2 separate regions of the Sus scrofa genome follow, and region 1 is linked to region 2. Evidence: chromatin contacts called from public Hi-C data. All regions are on one chromosome and are shown on one strand. The core of a region is the stretch at or near the end of the contact, and the rest is flanking DNA. Distances in the headings are between cores, read along the strand shown. Region 1 overlaps PTPN3 (tyrosine-protein phosphatase non-receptor type 3). Region 2 overlaps PTPN3 (tyrosine-protein phosphatase non-receptor type 3).

Region 1 (2,700 bases), core at 184-2,683, 68 kb after region 2:
GGGTGTGGGGGAGTGGGGGCAGGGTGGGGTGGGGGAAGGGGTCGAGAATGACCCCAGGTTAGACAACAGGGTGGATGATGGCACCTCCCACGGAGGTTGGGAGCTTTGGGGTGGGGATGGGGCTGGAAGATGAGTCCCCTTAGGACTGTGTGGACCAGGGGGCAGTGTGGGGGCATCAGGCGTATGGTTCATAGGCAGCTATACACCCCGACTCAGGAGAGAGATGCATTTGTGAGGGTGTTGAAATCATGGGTTTGGTTTGCTATGTGGCCTGGTGCTTGAGCTGGTGTTTGCAGAAATGCTGAGGAGCCAGCCTCACGTGGGAGGCATGTTTTTGGAGCCCCAGAAGAATGCCGACATGGCCGGGGAAGAGCTTATCTAGGATGTCCCTGTGGGAAACATCCTGGTTCACTTTTGTGTTGCCAGAACTCTCCACGGCGCTGGGAGATTAGCACACGCTAGGCATCCTGGATGAATGAATGAATGAATGAATGAATGAGGTACCCTGGTCCTTTGGAACTCACAGGTGGAGAACCAACATCATTAAGCCCTCTGCCTGTGGTGACTCTGCAGGTTCACGTTCTGAATTAACCAAATCAGCTTTCCCATAATTCCACACTTCCCAGAGATCCCCAGGTGATTTCTAGAATCACTCTGGGGACTTCCTGAAACTGCAGATTCCCGTGCCTCCTAGATAGAGATTTTGATTTAGGAGGTCTGGGCTGGAGCCTGGCAATCGGCTTCTGAAACAAACTCTTGAAGTGGTTCTGATGCGGATGCAACGTGGATGAAATCTGGGGGGAAAACCACTTGGGCTGGATATTCCCCGTTTCCCCATCCAGATCTGCTCCGTACTTTCATTCACTCTGTTCTGGCACCAGGGAAGCTGCCTTCCTTGGCCCGCACCCCCCTTCTCCTCTTCTCCCCCCCCCCCCCCCCCCCCCCCCCCCCCCCCCCCCCCGGCTCCTTTGGCCTCTGGCTTCCGCTTGGGTTTGACCAGTGGAGGGCAGCAGCAGGAGATGGGTGGCAGGAGCAAGGTGGGCGTTGATTTCCCCAGTCTTTTCTCTCTTCCAAGCTGTGGTTTGGCAGGGGCCGCCTCCGCAGCTCTTGCTGGGCAGCCCCTCCCTGCTGGCTGCAGCTCTGGCCAAGGGCTGCACCAGCTCCCTTCCTTCACCCCGTCAGGCCCTGGCCCAGTAACAACTTCCCAAGCACCTAGCCTCTGGGTGCTTCGCCATCATCATTTGCCTTCACCTCACCCAGACCTCGAAACAATCTTCTCATTACATGCTCTTCAGTTACCTCTTTGCGTGTGCTCTCTGCTTCCTGCCAAGGCAGGAAAACAAAAACACAAACATTGACTGGAAAGAGGCAGGAATTCTGGGCCCAGTTCAGTTCAGTTCAGTTCAATTCAGCAAACATTTACCGAGCGAGGTCCTCTGAGTCCAGCTCTGTGCCAGGAACTGAGGCTACAGAAAGTGACTCAGGCCCAGGACCTGCCTGCAGAGAGCTCACAGCCTAACGGGAGGTAGAGCCCCAGAATGCAGGGTGATGGTGGCATAACTGGGGGTGACATTGGAAGGGCAGGGGGAAACTACTATGCCAGGAGTGGCAGGTAACAAGAGGCTTCCCAGGAGAGGTGGTGACACGTGGGCTTTGGGTGGGCAGCGAAAGGATGAGAAAAGAACAATTCAGGAAGAGATAGAATCACGAAGATGTGAGTGGCTGCTGAAAGGAGGAACAGAGGCTGGATCTTCACACCTGCTCTGCTGGAAGGCAGAGGGATAGATGCTTTAGTCTTAAGATGTGCCATATTCCCCGGGGATGGGTGCTGGTCAGGGTGCCTCTGCTTCCAGGTGATCTGTATGCTCTGGGGGGGGGGGCTCTCCCATCTTTTCCAAACTGCCTGATAGGGGCTCTTTCCTTCTTTTCTTTTTCCCTCCTTCCTTCTTTCCTTCCCTTCTTTATTCCTCTCTTTTCTTTTTTCTTTCTTTCCTTCCTTCCTTCTTTTTCTTTTTCTTTCTTTCTTTCTTTCTTTCTTTCTTTTTCTCTTTCTTTCTTTCTTTCTTTCTTCCTTTCTTCCTTTCTTTCTCTCTATCCACTGCACCCACAGCATGGACACTCCCAGGCCAGGGATCAAGCCCAAGCCACAGAGGTGACCCAAGCTATAGCAGTGACAAGGCTGGATCCTTAATTGCTAGGCCACCAGGGAAGTCTCATGGGCACTTTCCCTCCTAAAGCAGGTTTAATTCAGCAGCCTGCCAAGGATCCCCTGCCACCCCCAGAAGGGGGTCTTAGAAGAAATGAGGGTGACCGGGTGGAGTATTGGGTCTGAGGTCCATGAGTTAAGACAAAAGAAAAGCTCTGGCTTGTACGTACAACAGACACCCCCCACCCCTGCCCCCCAATTTGGGACGCCTAATTCCACAAACTATCTCCACTGACTTTAAAGGGAGATGAGTCTGGCAAACTCCTCTTCATCCTTCAAAAGCCAACTGAGATTTCACCTCCTTCAGGAAGGCTTCCCGGAACCCCCTACCTAGTGCTCGTTCTCTTTATTCACCGTCGCCTCTGGTACATTTGTGTGACCACCAGCCTGTCTCCCTTACTTGACTACTAATCCTCAAGTACATGGCTTTCATTGATTTGTCTTTCTCTCCAGGACCCTGCACTGGGCCTTGGGCCTAACAGGGCATCAGAAAA
Region 2 (2,859 bases), core at 289-2,788:
AATCAATGTAATGAGCCACAACTGGCATTTTGAAAGAAAGAAAGAGAAAACTTAAGCGTGGGAATACCCGTTGTGGCTCAGCGGAAACCAATCTGACTAGCATCCATGAGGACGCAGGTTCCATCTCTGGCCTCATTCAGTGGGTTAAGGACCCGGTGTTGCCGTGAGCTGTGGTGTAGGTCGAAGACACAGCTCGGATCTGGCCTGGCTATGGCTGTGGCGTAGACCAGGAGCTACAGCTCCGATTGGACCCCTAGCCTGGGAACTTCCATATGCCGCAGATATGGCCCAAAAAAAAAAAAAAAAAAAAAAAGCCCCAAAAAAGAGTGCTTTATACCTACTATTGTTTTCTGAAACATATGCTTCAGCAATTTATATATATATTTGTATCTATATATGTATATCTGTGTGATGCATTATAAAGCAAAAATACACATGTACTGTGGGGTTGTGATTTAAAAAAGGCCCCCTGGTTAAATCCGTCATAACATTTTTTGAGCATCCTTTGAACAGAACCTGATATTTAGTAATAACAGCCTGGGGAAATCCTAGCAGGGTCATTTCAAACATATTCTCTCAGCTCTCGCCACCACTTTGCTTCTGCTGGCTTATGAGCTGACCTGCAGGGCTGAGCGTGCCTACGCCACCCCTTAGTCCACCAGCATAACAAGCTGCTACGGGGACAACTCAAAGCACCAAGTGTACTTCCCGTGGTTACCCAACGGGTCACGTGGAACATCTTACATGGGCTTAAAATTTAACTTAATGGTAAACACAAGTCAAACCTCCAATGTCTTCTATCGCAGAGAGAAAAGGTGTACAAAGAAGACAAAACAGTAACAGACTAATATTTGGCCTTTACAGATTTCAAGTTAAAATGCCATCATGTGATTACCATTTTTTAAAAAAGGAGTTCCCATCGTGGCTCAGTGGTTAACGAATCCAACTAGGAACCATGAGGGTGAGGGTTCAATCCCTGGTCTTGCTCAGTGGGTAAAGGATCTGGCGTTGCCATGAGCTGTGTAGGTTGCAGACACGGCTTGGATCCCATGTTGCTGTGGCTGTGGCGTAGGCCGGGGGCTACAGCTCCGATTAGACCCCTAGCCTGGGGACCTCCATATGCCGAAGGAGCGGCTCAAGACAAGACAAAAAAAAAAGGAAAAAAAATACAAAACAGCACGCTCTGTCCAAGTTAATGTCACCTCCTTGGTGATGGCCTCAATGGCCACAGTGAACACAGGATGGGATTCACTAATCCTAACATTCACTGCTTTTTTTTTTTTTTTTTTTTTTCGTCTGGTGGAAGAGTTTCCCTCCTGAGCGAGGAAAAATAAACGTTTCAATAATAAAAGGGCTGGACACGTTGCCTGGGCGAGGGGAAGCAGAGGCCTGGAAGAGAGTTTGCTGAATCCGTGTTCAAACAGCAACAACTTCCCTGTGCCCGCCCCTCCATTCCAAACACGGGTCCCCACCCAGAAAACCCACGTGCCAGTGAAACACCAGAGCCAGGACCCAAGCCAAGCCCAGAGGGGTAAACAAGTCTTGCAGCCCTCTCTCCCTTATCTGGTTCACAGACTGCCTGCACCGCTGATTCACGGGGCGAGAAGCTGGCCCAGGCTGCTCTCCTTTGCAGCTCCTATCAACTGGGGATCTGAGAGAGAGTTCTTGGTTCAGAGGCCCCTTGATCTCCTAACGAGCTTAATTCCAGCCCTTCAGGGACCCTGTGCTATTTGCCCATCAGATGACTGTCTTACAAACTCCCCACCTGCAGGAGCAGGAAATCACTGCACACTCTGAACACAGGGGCTCAATACACAGGAGAGGCTGGTGGAGGGGAGGGGAGGGGAGGGGAGGGGAGGTGGTGGGTGGCAGTGTGCGGGGAACAGCACCCAGTCAGGAGGGGAGAGAAGGAGCCCAGAGACTGAAAACAAACACGCCGATGAAAATGTCAATACGTGTACCCCCACTTTTTACAGGGATCGTAACTCTTGGTGCGGTTATACCCACATGAAGTGTTTGGCCACAGTGATAAAGAGTACATTGTTAGTGGTTACTCATTTTTACCGACTAAATAGAAAACTTAAAAAAAAAAATGTGATTACCTGGTTTGTTCTTGCTGCAGTGTGTTGGGGTCAGGTATAAAAAATCTTACTCGAAAATGCAGGGTACAGGGGAAACCTCCTACAACATTTTTCAAAAACAAATTACATTTTTTCCCTTTAAAGAAAAGTCAATGTACGTAAGTGGCTACTCTTTCATAAATGACGCGTTTTTTTCACTAGACCACGGCTTTTTCCATCAATAAAACGACTAATTTCAAAACAGGAGTGCAGAAGTTAGTTAACTGTTCAGAAATCACCAAGTCCACAAGAAGTATGATATTTTTTTGCAACCTCAGCACAGAATGAGGTATGATCTACTTCCTATTACATGTTTAACTTTGGGACGTGTTCCAACAAGGCACTCCATTATCTGTACGAGGAACTTAAAAAATCCTTACTTCAGCAGATTACACAAAACTCACAAAGAAATAATCTCTCACATACAGAATGACTTCACACTTTCCAAATGTTTGCATGTACCTTCTTAAACACTGCCATGACTAGGAGCAGGCCAGGCTCCTGTCAGCTGCACAGTTGAACCAGTACGCCAACAGCGTTGGAGACGTGTTAAATGACATGCTTTAGGTCACACAGGTGGTGACAATACCAGAAGCACAGCACAGGGCCTTTTGATTCTGCATTGCCACATTTCAAAACCATTTTTATACTGAAAGACATTTCATGCTTTTCATGCAAAATGAATTCTAAAAATGATTAATACAGTAGCAAATATTACATGGCTAATACACACAATAAT

What was found. Hi-C and Micro-C count contacts between places; a contact is called where the count stands out from the background.
Region 1: a Hi-C map of liver shows a contact between it and region 2, with 2.1 times the contacts expected there. The contact joins two enhancer-like sites. A contact is called at or near these places in 5 of 47 Hi-C or Micro-C datasets (alveolar macrophages, embryonic fibroblasts, liver and 2 more).

The regions. Positions count from the first base shown.
Region 1 is chr1:250,559,543-250,562,242 of Sscrofa11.1, forward strand. All of the region lies in intron 1 of PTPN3 (tyrosine-protein phosphatase non-receptor type 3), which reads right to left. Among named protein-coding and RNA genes, the nearest start is that of PTPN3, 22 kb to the right of the region's middle. Within about 2 kb of position 1,434, at least 7 of the 83 cell types and tissues checked have an H3K27ac peak or open chromatin away from gene starts, as enhancers often do. A contact at or near this core is called in liver and omental adipose tissue, where this site is marked.
Region 2 is chr1:250,491,348-250,494,206 of Sscrofa11.1, forward strand. It overlaps PTPN3 (tyrosine-protein phosphatase non-receptor type 3), which reads right to left. Exons shown (of 26, transcript XM_021067334.1): 5 at 2,103-2,181. Among named protein-coding and RNA genes, the nearest start is that of PTPN3, 90 kb to the right of the region's middle. Within about 2 kb of position 1,539, at least 22 of the 83 cell types and tissues checked have an H3K27ac peak or open chromatin away from gene starts, as enhancers often do. A contact at or near this core is called in liver and omental adipose tissue, where this site is marked.